Regions from separate parts of the Mus musculus genome. Here regions 1, 3 and 4 are each linked to region 2. Evidence: chromatin contacts called from public Hi-C and promoter capture Hi-C data. All regions are on one chromosome and are shown on one strand. Each heading gives the region's core, a stretch centred on a gene start, on an enhancer-like site or on the middle of the called end of the contact. The rest is flanking DNA. Distances are from core to core; before and after follow the strand shown.

The links. Promoter capture Hi-C pulls out the DNA fragments that hold promoters and counts their contacts. Hi-C and Micro-C count contacts between places; a contact is called where the count stands out from the background.
Region 1: a promoter capture Hi-C map of second pharyngeal arch cranial neural crest shows a contact between it and region 2, with 4 times the contacts expected there. The contact joins the promoter of Ptprb here to the promoter of Lrrc10 in region 2. A contact is called at or near these places in 6 of 39 promoter capture datasets (the 3T3-L1 cell line, cranial neural crest, frontonasal cranial neural crest and 3 more) and 1 of 115 datasets of contacts at active chromatin or transcription factors (pancreatic cancer cells).
Region 3: a Hi-C map of the G1E-ER4 cell line shows a contact between it and region 2, with 4 times the contacts expected there. The contact joins the enhancer-like site here to the promoter of Lrrc10 in region 2. A contact is called at or near these places in 6 of 39 promoter capture datasets (the 3T3-L1 cell line, the C10 cell line, cranial neural crest and 3 more), 2 of 484 Hi-C or Micro-C datasets (the G1E-ER4 cell line and double positive thymocytes), 1 of 115 datasets of contacts at active chromatin or transcription factors (bone marrow-derived dendritic cells) and 1 of 9 other capture datasets (adipose tissue).
Region 4: a promoter capture Hi-C map of the 3T3-L1 cell line shows a contact between it and region 2, with 4 times the contacts expected there. The contact joins the enhancer-like site here to the promoter of Lrrc10 in region 2. A contact is called at or near these places in 3 of 39 promoter capture datasets (the 3T3-L1 cell line, 3T3-L1-derived adipocytes and pre-B cells) and 2 of 484 Hi-C or Micro-C datasets (embryonic stem cells and pro-B cells).

Annotation. Positions count from the first base shown.
Region 1 is chr10:116,300,089-116,302,976 of GRCm38.p6, reverse strand. It overlaps Ptprb (protein tyrosine phosphatase, receptor type, B), which reads right to left and starts at 1,603. Exons shown (of 32, transcript NM_029928.2): 1 at 1,298-1,603; 2 at 596-869. The coding sequence starts at 1,351.
Region 2 is chr10:117,043,754-117,046,789 of GRCm38.p6, reverse strand. It overlaps Lrrc10 (leucine rich repeat containing 10), which reads right to left and starts at 1,449. Exons shown (of 1, transcript NM_146242.2): 1 at 22-1,449. The coding sequence starts at 1,367. The coding sequence ends at 543. Gm10747 (a long non-coding RNA gene) reads right to left here. Exons shown (of 3, transcript XR_872056.2): 2 at 2,995-3,036; 3 at 2,105-2,652.
Region 3 is chr10:116,511,861-116,514,781 of GRCm38.p6, reverse strand. All of the region lies in intron 4 of Cnot2 (CCR4-NOT transcription complex, subunit 2), which reads left to right. The region is part of intron 2 of Gm31593 (a long non-coding RNA gene); the gene reads right to left. Among named protein-coding and RNA genes, the nearest start is that of Gm31593, 4.4 kb to the right of the region's middle. Within about 2 kb of position 1,396, at least 26 of the 459 cell types and tissues checked have an H3K27ac peak or open chromatin away from gene starts, as enhancers often do. A contact at or near this core is called in the G1E-ER4 cell line, where this site is marked.
Region 4 is chr10:117,674,202-117,677,103 of GRCm38.p6, reverse strand. Cpm (carboxypeptidase M) reads right to left here. Exons shown (of 9, transcript NM_027468.1): 7 at 1,012-1,164. Among named protein-coding and RNA genes, the nearest start is that of Gm25709, 13 kb to the right of the region's middle. Within about 2 kb of position 1,278, at least 87 of the 459 cell types and tissues checked have an H3K27ac peak or open chromatin away from gene starts, as enhancers often do.

The DNA.
Region 1 (2,888 bases), core at 354-2,853, 740 kb after region 2:
GAGCAACAAAAAAATATTCTCTACTGTTTTGTAATTCAAAAAATACAGAATCTTTTTTTTTTTTTTTGCACCCTCATTTCAAGGGGCTTTTCCAACTTTCCCTATCCTATTCCTGATGATTTTATGTCCTGGTTCACGCCTTATACATATAACCAGGCATATCCTTAATCACCAAAACTTATTTATTCTCAAAACAGTTACTTAAAATGATCTGACGTCTGACAATTTAATGTAATGGAAGCTCAAACTACATCAATTTAAAAAATTCCCTCTGCTGCCCTCCCCTCTCCCCCTGAGTCCCCCCTCCCCCTTTCCAGGTGCCGTTCATTCAGCTGCTGTTTAGAGCTTGCTTGACTCTTTAAGAGTCAAGCAAGCTACACTGATCAGAACTCAGCCAACTAGAAGTCATGGTCCAATATCATCACAGGTTATTCCTCTCTCTAAATATATATATAAATTTGATATAATACATAAAATATATAAATAAGTATATATATCCTTTTTAAATGCCTACAGATCAAAGGAAAGTTTCGGTAGGAAAAGTCAAGGCTCGGCGTAGAGCAGTCTGGCCGACCATTACACCTGTGAACTTTACCTGTCTGTAAGACCAGAGTGCTCTCTTCTCCATCCAGAGAAACAATCCTGAAGTTATAGACGGTCCCTGCTTGTAAATCCTTGGGGTTACATCCGTAGGTAAAGTTGTCTATCCGAATAGGATGGCACCACATGGGCCCCGAGGTATCACTGCTGTAGATGAGGCTAAAGTTACAGGGTGACGCGAAAGTCCTCCACTGGATAGACGCTGACAAGCTAGAGACCCTGGACTCCAACAGTGTGAAGTTACATTTCACTTGCTCTGCCACTCCAGTCTGTAAAAGAATCAGAGAGCACAGATTAAGTCCATAGCCTGCACTGCCTAGAGATGTCCGCAGCAAGCTCCCCAAGTCACCTGTCCTCACCCCTGGAGTCCAGCTACAGCTGGCCTCTCATCCTCCAGTCCAGGAAAGGGCCCACGGGGAAAGTGGCTGGCAGGAGACTTTCACCCTAGTTGTCCCACCTCCCCCAGGAACAGCTGCAGACACAGGTTGCTTTCTTGACAGCAGGGAGAGCTGTCAGTTTGGTAATGGTAGGGTTTCAGAGAGGGTGGATAGATGGCTGTCCCATAGATAGGAGGGAAGGAGCAAGAGATTTCTGTCCCTTTTTTCCTAGCAGCTCAGCCCCGGAGGCCAGCAACAGGACATATTCAGTTCTTGGCTGGGGTGGAGCATCATCCCCAGACCTTGCTCTGCCTGCTTACCTGCACGACGCTCAGTGTTATCCACAAGGCCGTTAGGGCTCCATGCCTCAGCATCTCGCTGGGAGGCCAGCCAGGGCACTTCTGGGTACCACTTGTTGAGCGCTCAGCGCGCCCTGCGGGCGGGCGCAGCGCGCTACCCTCGGGGCTGGCGATGCTCAAGGGCCGTGGCAGCCGCTGCTTCTGCTGCCGCCCCGGGCGGGCAGCGGACACGACAGGCGGCGGGGACCCGCGGCGCGCGGCCCTTCCCACGCTGCCATTCTGACCCGCGCTGCCTCGCCCCCAAAGCCCCGTCCGGGACTTCCGCAATCAAAAGGCAATTTCCTTGTCTCCCGGCAAAGGAACAATGCTCGGGAGAGGGAGGGAGCCCTGAGGAGCCAACGCCTGAGGCTGCCAAGGGGGCCTGAGGCCAGCCAAGCTGCCACCCCTCCCGCCCCCTCTGCCGCCACCCCAGCCCCCCCAGCCAAGAATCCCTTCCTGGGCCGCAAAGTCTTGCTTTCACCTCCTCCTTCACTCTCACTTTTTCCTTCTCAGTGGTCCTTGACCCTATCCTACAACCAGTAAATAGTGCTTGAGCCCTCTCGCTTTTCAGCCCCCCCTCCCTTCTGCACACCCAGAGCCCCCCTCTCTATCTTCCTTCCTATCTTTCTCCAGGACCTCTTTTTTCCCAGGCTTAAACTTGACCCGAGCACATTTCCCTGGGTCGCCCACACTCTTTCCTGAAGCCTTTTATTAGAGGGCTTTAGTCCTTCTCACCTCAAAACACTCATTTGTCACGATGTGTATCCTCTTGACATCAGCCAGAGAGAAAAGACCCGCCAAGAGCCAGCCCATCAACAGGAGCGCCATCTCTCCAGCCACTTGCCCGTTTCTGTACCACAGGTCTGTGTGTTCCCTAAATCTCAGGCAAATACTGTGAAGCTACAACAAAATATCCATCACCTATGTGCTTTAGCCCCTGCAGGCAATCCCACCACTGACCATCCAGAAGGGCATGCCATGCCCCACCTGAGAGAAGAAGGCAATTATCAGCTCAGTTCACTGGGAAACACTCCAGGACCCCAGCTTCTTTCTACGCCTTCCAAAGCAGCTGTGGTGTTTTCCACACTAACTGCAAGCGCATTAGAAACTGTCCCATACCCTGTAGAAATGTGTCTAGAAGTGGGTCCTAGAAATAACTCCATCCGAGCAGCAAAAGTGCTTAATGGAATGTAGGTAAGAATAGCGAAACATCGCAGCCACTTTCATAGTTGTAAGGTTTTGGGTGCATAACCCTACTGAAGTAACCAAGACAAGGCAGTCATGTTCGGATTCCATTTACTGTTTGCTTAAGATAGTTCTTATCCCCCCCTCCCCCCGCACGTCCTCCACCCCCATAATTGTCATGTCTGCCTTGGCAACATAGTTGAGATTTCCATACCTCGACTTTGGTCCAGATGTATTGAGCAAAATAGTTGGCAAGTTGTAACTAAAATGACCTCTATGCTCTGGCAGGAAGGAACATTTTGAGGTTCTCTTATCCTCTTCTAACTTTGACATATCTTTGTGGTTTTTGCCTTTTAAAAATGCTATATCCCTGAGCTTGAAACATTCA
Region 2 (3,036 bases), core at 200-2,699:
CAGCTTTGTTTTTTTTATTTTCCTTCGAATCAAGACTGATTGGGTAGAGTTGTCCCTTTCAGGAACCAAATTAGTAACAGCAGTACATTGGTACTATGCAGAAGTTCTCGGGAAGGAAAGAGGCATGAGAGCTAGAGAGAGCTAGAGACAGGCCACTGAGCAGCTGGTGGCGTTGTTTTCTTTATTTTAACAAATACAGTCTTTGAAGCACTCACCAGCCTTGTGACCAGCTACTCCTGCGTGGTGGAAGAGTGCTGTGGCTGGTCTTGTTCTTTGGTGTTTCAAAATAGCTCGTGTGAAGGAACTGCTTCTGGCACAGGAGTGACAGTCACCCTGGATTCCAGGCCAGCAACAGCACACACCTTCCCCCTAGGAAGAGGTGCTGGGGGCTGGAAATGTTTTCTTCGCCCTATTCCTTTACAGCATCTCACCTGGCTTTCTCTCCATCAGCCCTGGGATGAGCCAGGACCATCCCTTCCGCTCTAATGAGATGCCTTCGGAGCAGTGGGGTAACCTTTGAATTGGCCTTCAACCTCAGCTGTTCAAGAGCTGGAAGGAAGAAGGGGAGGAGGTGGCTCTTGATTCTCTTCCTTGGCCAGTGCGTACCGCCTAGCTTTTCTGGGGTCAGGCTCTGGTGTCTCCTCTGCCCATCTCCCAACACGGCGAACCCCTTTGCCCACCTTGGGGGCATTTCTGCAAGGATTGTGGTCATAGATGACCAGCTTCAGATTTGTCAAGTGGGCCAGGCTGGGGAAGTAGCGGATACTGTTCCGATCCACGTCGATCACCTCCAGAAAGGGCATGCGAAGCAGTACCGAGGGGAAGTCAGCTAGCTGATTGCCGGAGAGCCAGATGGTCCTGAGCTCGCGCAGGCGCCGGAGCTGGCCGGGTAGCAGACGTAGGGCGTTGGAACCGGCATGCAGGGTTTTAAGGAGACTCAGCTCACACACCACATCGGGCAGCCGGGTGAGGCAGTTGGATTCGAGCCACAGGGTCCGTAGGTTCTGGAGCAGGCTGAGCTCATCCGGGAGGTCACAGAGTTTGTTATTGCCCAGGTAGAGGATGCAGAGCTGTTTCAAGGTACACACCACCCGGGGGAGAGCTTTGAAGTTGTTGAAATCCAAGGCCAGGATCTGCAGGTTCTGCAGCTGTGCCAGGTCGGGAGGCAGGCTGTGAAGGTGGTTGTCGCTGAGGTAGAGCTTCACCAGCTCCGTGAAGGAGCACACGTGCAGTGGGAAGCGACGCAGCTGGCTCCCGCTCAGATCCACCATCCTGTCCAGGGGCATCTCCCGGAGGTCTCCCACCACATAACTCTGGCAGCGGTCGGTGGGGATGAAAGCCACGAAGGCCCGGATGGTGTTTCCCATGTGAAACGGGCTGCAAGGCGAGCCCCTGCCCACCAACTCTGTCAGGGAGTGGGCTGGCTGTGCTCACTGCTCGGGAACCCTTCTACCCTCTCTTTATAACCCGGAATTCGGTGACAAAAGCCAGTCACTTTGACAGAATAAAGTGCTCCTGATAGCAGCTTGAGTGTCTGGTGACAGGCCGGACAGGCAGGGTCTGGGACGTCCTGTCCAACTCACATATTTGTCTTTAATCACTTAAGCCCTGATCTCTTATCTACTCTCTCCTGATCTCCCGCCCCCCCCCCCCAAATTGAAAAAATACTGTGACAAAGGTGGAGAAGTAAAAATGAAAAACACCTATATTTGTACTATGTAGGTAAAACTGTAAATATTTGAATGCATAGTCATCTCCTTTGTGTTACAACTCACCTAACCCGAACAAGGCCCTGCTTCAATCCTGAGTGGGGCACAAAACAACAACAACCCGCTGCTAAGTTTTCCAGGATGCATCCTTCAAAGTGTTGCCAAAGGCCTACATCCTTTACAGATTTTCTCCAGTTCCAACAAGCCTTAACCAATATGTAATCAGAAGCAATGGCTTCTGATTTGTACAGTCTTGCTTTGTGTCCAGCTAGCGTCTTGCCACACTGTAAAAGGGTACATTTGAGCTGGAAGTGGAGTTCAGTGGTAGGGTGCTCGTATGGCAGAATTGAAGCCCTGGGGTCCGTCTCCATTTCTGCCAAAACGAACACACACACACACAAATCCTCTCTTTGACAAAGGACAAGAAGGAAGGCTGACTAGCCTTCAAAAGCATAGATTAATTAGAATGTAATTATTAATTAATTCATTAGAATGTAATGCACCCGGGGGGGGGGCACTTTCCAGAGGTGGGAACACTTTCCAGACCCATTTAAATGGCCATTAAAGCTCTGTACTTCTCGTCCATAATCGCGTCCAGTTGAGAAAAGCAACGATGAGCCAGACCGTTCCAAGAACGAGGGCCTCCAAGGTCTGGCTGCTGGGGGCTGGAGAGATGGCTCAAAGGTGGAGAGCGCGTGCTGCCCTTTGAGAGGACCCAGGTTCCACGCCAGCCCTCATATCCACGCCATATCCACGCCAGCCAGCCCTTGTATCTGATAGCTTACAACTGTCTTTAACGGCAGCTTTGGATGTGAGGTGTGGGGTGATGATCCAACATTGTCTTCTGGCCTCTGTGGGATCTTGCATGTTGTGTCCGGCCAGCAGATCATAGCCTGGGTTCTAGCTTGGAAAGGCATTCTGGAAACCTGGAAGAGAAGAGGGGCTAGGCGGCGAGAGAAAATGATGCAGCTAAGACAGGCATTCTGATCAAAGCTCAATTTTACTGTTCCGACACTCAGTTATGAAGGAAGGGGGAGGGGGCCCGATTCCCGCCAAATAATCTCGGAGTTCAGTAGCAGGGTGACCACGTGTGTGACTCCAAACAGCAAAGCGGCACGTTCCACCAGTGGGCGTGGCAGAACGATTGAGCGGGAAGCTCCACCCCTGAGCAAGCACACACACACACACACACACACACACACACACACACACACACACACACACAAATAAAGGTAACTATTAATTTAAAAATCTGTCTACTGGAAATGGATGCAGAAGTGCTTACTGTCTCCCAGATGTGGCTCTGTGCTGTACAGCAGGAAACAGG
Region 3 (2,921 bases), core at 147-2,646, 530 kb after region 2:
GTCAGTCTTACAGCCTTACATATTCCTGGGCCCTAAAATTACTGGATTGAAATAGATAAATTTCCAGGAATCCATTTCTCCTAGATCTTCATTGCATTGAAATGAAGTAGCTGTATAGTTGGAATAGTCTTTTCTTACTCGGCTAAGTATTTACAATCTTGGAAGTGGGATAAGGAAAAGTTTATCTAGTGTCTCCTAGTGTGTGTCTTATATGTAGGCAGTTAGTTAACCAGCTGTCTCGATGAACCATAGACATTTGTGTCTGGATTCTCAAAGGCCCCAGGCTACTTGGAAACAGAAATAAGTCTTCCTAGGATTTAGAGTCCTGACTCGTGTGTGGTGGTATAGTACCTAGTTCTAACTGATAGACATCTGAGATTGCAATTGACTTTGTAGAGCAAGAGAGCATAACTGACACGATTTAAAAGTGAAGATCCTGACGTTGGGATGCCCAGGCAAAGTAACTTCTAGTTGCTTTAGGAATTGAGTCTGGCGTGCTTGTTGTATGCACTGGAGAGATGTATGTGGATAGGACCATTCTCCTTGATGCTGTGAGCTTACTATCTAGTAAACACACTGCTGTTTTTTATTGTGTGTCTTGATTGTCTTTGTGCCATTAGGACTTTGTTTATGAGAAGCACTTAGTAGATATTTGCTGTTATATAATGAAGAAGATAAGTTTCTCGAACATACTGTTGGTATATGCCCTTAGATAGTTTAATGATGAAACAATTTAGGGAATGAGGAACTTTCTGGTTATCAATTAGTTTCAGCTATTAGTAAAGTATAATCTTTCCTTTCATGTGGATTAGAGATCAAAGAGATCATTAAGCTTTCCTGTATAAACTTTCTGTGGAAACTCAGTTAATTAAACTGCCTCATTTTTCTTTGACATTAAGATCATTTGTTGGGTCCTTCAACTGTCATGTGCACATTAAAAATGAGGGGGAAGCTGGTATTCCAGTATTTACTGTGTGTTAATCTTCACAACTCCATGAAATGTTAAGGAACTTGTAAGGTCTTGTAGATGGCAAGTGATGGAGCCAGGATTAAGTTCCTTTGTAAGAGTAGTGCTCTGAATCTAACACAGTGTGTGAAACCCAAGAGCTGAAGTCATGATCCTAGTGATAGTGTTGCCTCTGCAGATCCCAAGAAGCTACTGAAGGTGTTGTGACATTTATGCACTCATCATGTATTATTGATGAGGGCTGCCCTGAATAACGTTCTGTACCAAGACCCAATCAATAGTATAACAAGTAATGAAGTTCCTGTTTTTCTCAGTGCTGACTTGTAATGGGCGGAGACAATAAACACAACCGAGGAAACCCTGCAGTTCTTGTAACAAGTAGGACAAAGCCTCCCAGTCAGGCTCATGAGATGTGTGAGGAGGTCAGGGTTACGTGAATCAGCAAAAAGCCTCTCTGTCTTAGGAATTAAGAGTTAGTGTGGAACGTGAGTACTGAGAATAGAATGATAGTTCCCGGAATGAGTGGTCGTGACTGAGCCTTTTGAGTATAGGAAAGCTAGGGCGCTCTAGTAAGTCACTTCCTGACAAAGGAGCAGTCAACAAGTCCATGTAATGAACGAGAGGACATCAGTGAATTATCCAAGGGATATCTCAGATCATAGGAAGCCTTGTAAACATCTGCTAAAGAATTCAGACTGGGCTGGAGAGATGGCTCAGAGATTAAGATCACTTGGCTGCTCTTTCAGAGCCCTCCAGGATCTGTTCCCTGCACCCACATGGCAGATTACAACCATCAGTGACTGAGGGGCCAGAGGATATAACATTGTCTCTGGCTTCCTCAAGAACTTCTATTTACACGCGTCATAAACAGACATGAACAGGCAAAACATCTTAACACATGAAAAAATAAAGGAAGAATCCGGCCCATGTTCTGGCCCTATGTAAGGTGCCAGCCTGATGACCCAAGCTCCACCTTAGAGCTCACGCACAGAGCAGTCCTACCGTTGTCCTGTGACCTCTGCATACACACAAAGGAAATGCATAAATGTAAAAGAAAAGAGTAATTTGAATACGTTCTGATTGCTGTTGTACATGAATAGCAAAGGTTTTTGATGCCACTTCCTCTTTAACCATCACTTTGCTTTGTAGAAAGCGGGCTGAATGGGGAAGGAGTGAGAGTCAAGCAGGAGCAGGGAATTGGGCTAGAGACCGAGAAGCAGTTGGATTTGGGTAGTTTGGAAATACAGTTTACACAGCTTGTTATATAGCGTTTGGAAAGAAAATTGCCATATTTACAAGATTGGAGATTTATGTGACTGGGTACTAATTAATAATCTATACTGGACATTTAGGTTGGGGGAGCGAACAAAGTTTGCTTACGGAAACGTGTGGCACTGCGTGCACCATGAAAATTGGTCCTGCAGAGCTTCTTTTGTCTGCTATTGTCTGGTTCACAATAGCTTTTTGTTCTAGGTTTGAGTTTTGAAAGCAGTTTGCTTTATCCATTTTCCCATCTGATACATCCTTAATTTGCGGAAGGCATGTTCTCCTGTAGGTCTGTAATCAGTCTTCTTCCATTTCTCTTCCCCTTGTTTCCTAGGCTCATCTACCCTGTCATCTGCCTGCATTCTCATACAGCTTGGCAGACTCGCCTGTCATGCCATCTCTAGCCACTTGACTTTGAAACATTACCTCCACCATTTATGGCCCGACTTAGATCATGGTCATTATTGCATTGATATAGTCTCCAGGAGACTGTTTCTAGTCCCAAGCCTGCGAAGTATTGTGCATGCCCCCAACAGGGTCTTCCTTAGCCCTTAGCTCTATGATGTACTCTATAATCTTGATCCCTGTTGTTCCAGGGAAGGGAAGGCATTCTTAGTCAGAGAATGCTCAGTAGTGAAGGTCCAGGGACAAATTTGAGAAGAGAGGGGAATAAAGGAGGATTATTAAT
Region 4 (2,902 bases), core at 29-2,528, 630 kb before region 2:
TATTCTTGATACGGCCTAATTAAATGGACTCATAAACTCAATATACCATTGCCAACGATGCTTATGCTATTATTTATTACTTATTATTTATCGGGCTGCACAGCTTCTGCACACTAATACCGTATTAAACATGGCATGCGAAGCTGGCCCTGATTCAGCGCTCTGTGGATCATCCCATCATCCCGATGGCTAGATTAAAAGGCGACAGAGAGGGCAGCGAGGGGCAGAGACATATTCATGTCTTGTTACACCTCCTTGATGATAGTGACGAAGGGTGACTTCACAAAAGAATTCAGAGTGACTTACTAAAGAATCAGTATCGGGAGAGCCTTAATGGATGATGGTTCAGTTATTCCAGGACTCACGGGAAAAGGCCAGCGGAAACTGAAATGTCAGAATAACAACCAAGGACCCAGCACGGTGATTACGTAAGGTGGAGGGAGCCAATGATATGTTTGTAATGTTATAAAGGTGCCGGCAGCACTCGGTTTTATTTTCAAATTTTTACATTTGCTTATTTACATATTTATTGTCTTGGGGAGGCCCCCGTGCTCTATGGCATAAGAGTTTGGAGGTCAGAGGACAGTAGTCAGGTCTCTCCTTCCACCCTGTGGGCTCCCAGGATGAACGGAGGGCACCAGGCTTGGCGCAGGCGCATTTACCTGCAGAGCCACGCAGCGGGCTACAACTAGGCTTCTGATTGAAGATGTTGCAAGAGTACATCCGGTTTTCCTGATCTTTTTGCCAGATTTGCATATCATTCCATATGTAAAATTGGGGGAACTCTGGGCTTTTACGCCCTCAAAACAAGTGACTCATCCTCTCTTACGAACGAACAGCTAAGCCTAGCATCTCTCACACACTGTAGATAACACGTTGAGAATTCAAACCCTTAGTCCTGGCATAGAAAACCAGGTCCAGCCCCAAGTCCCCGGAGGAGGTTTTGTATATGCTCGACGCAAAGGTTCTACCCACGCTGTGAGTGTTAACAAGAAGATATAGGACACAAACCTAGGTGCACCTGTTTTATATATTCGATCAAAGAGGCTTTGTTATCGTTCCAAAAGAGCGGCAGCTTCTCCTCGCGAGGATATTTACAGCACGACAGCTCCAGGGTAATTTCAAAGCACTGGGCCCAGATGTAGTTGTAATCTTGCATTCCCCCTGCAAAGCAAGCACATCTCATTTTTGTTAAGGACCAGTGGTGGAAGGGAGCCAAGTATCACGTGCCCGGGAGACGAGCGAATGAGAAAAAGAGGCATTGGCTGTGAATTAACACATCCGTCACGTGGGGCTTCACAACTCATCACGTGATCAGACAGACACGGGGTCCCGTGAGGTAGCTGGGGTGCAGCTGACTGAAACTCAGTTATGCACCAAAATTAAGTCAGAGATGGGAAATGATTTCCCCCTCCCTTAAAATCCTACATTTCAAGAGCACCCCTCCCCCTTAAATTGCATTCTAACTAGAAAGGAGTAGGGGCGTGGTTAGAGGGTAGAGGCTACATTTTATGTGGGTACAGGCTGTTTTTAAGAAGAGGTTCAGAGGAGGACAGGACACGGTGTAAATGGGGCACTCATGTTCTCAAAGACATTTTAAGTTAAAAATATTGCAAAAAGGAAAATTTAGTTTATTGACTCTACTGCAAAAAGGTAGTGGGATAAACAGGCTGGGAAAGACAGCAGAATATGATTGTTTTTTAAAGTATTTCTGTAGGGCTGGAAAGACGGATACTGGTACTTTCCCAGCAAACTTGAGTTCGGTGCCCAGTACCCGCATCAGGTGGCTCCAGGCCAGGGGATTTGACCCCTTTCTTTTGGTCTCCTGCACACATGTGGCATAGACTCACACAAACATACACGCATACACAAAAAACAAAACGAAAAAAGCAGATCTTTAAAAATATTTCTGTAAACTATAAAATTAATTAAACTAAAATCAGAGACACTGGTTTTAGAGGAATAATAATAATGTTTATATTACTGAGTTTTCAGGGGTTGTTTTTTTAGATTCTTTCCTAAGATCTTTATGCCATCTCATGGAATCTGTCTGAACAGTCCTTGAGGGCAGCAGGTCCAGGGACTCCTGCCCATGGGTGGCAGAGAGCAGGGTGCAGCCTTGTGGCTTTGGTCTTCTTTATGACAAGATGTCTCTGAGACTCAGAGAAGATGCTACTGACTTTAGGAAGGCTCAGACACAGGTGCGTGTGGCTTCCAGCTGTCACTGCTCTTGTGTGCTTTATAATTCTTTGACATTAGGAGACCCTAAATTCAAAGGGTTATAGTTACTGTGTATTTTACAGGGCATGAAATTTCGTATATGACATCTCTGGATTTATGTGTCTTAAAATTTCATGTCTGAAAAATGTGTATTTAACAGAGAGGATTTTATTTCCTGGTGGTATGTTATATTTTATACGAATGACAGCTTAGATTTGATGAAATGAAGTCCCCCCCCCCCCCACTCCTCTTCTCTTTCTGTAATATATACTGAGCTCTAGCCAGAATCTCATTATACCAGTTCAGTGGTCCACCACCAAGCCACACCATCAGCCCTATAGTAACTTTGAAGGAAGTAGATTACACCTTATTACACACAGTATCTGATCTGGTTTGAATGTGAAATGCCCTTCCATAGGATCATGTGTCTGGGCACTCAGTCCTTGGCTGCTCCTGGCAGAGGCAGGGCCACAGTGATAGGGCTAGCAGGTGGCATCTGTCCCTGGTCTCCCAGTGACCTCTGTTTCCCCTGTTTCTACCAATCATGCAAGTGTAAGGTAAATGATGCTCTGTCAGGCACTTTGTCCCAGCAATCAAACCAGTAACCAGTACAGTACCCACCCCAGAGAACACATGTGCTCTAACAGGCACTGGAAAAGTTTAAGTTAAACAAAATGCTCAA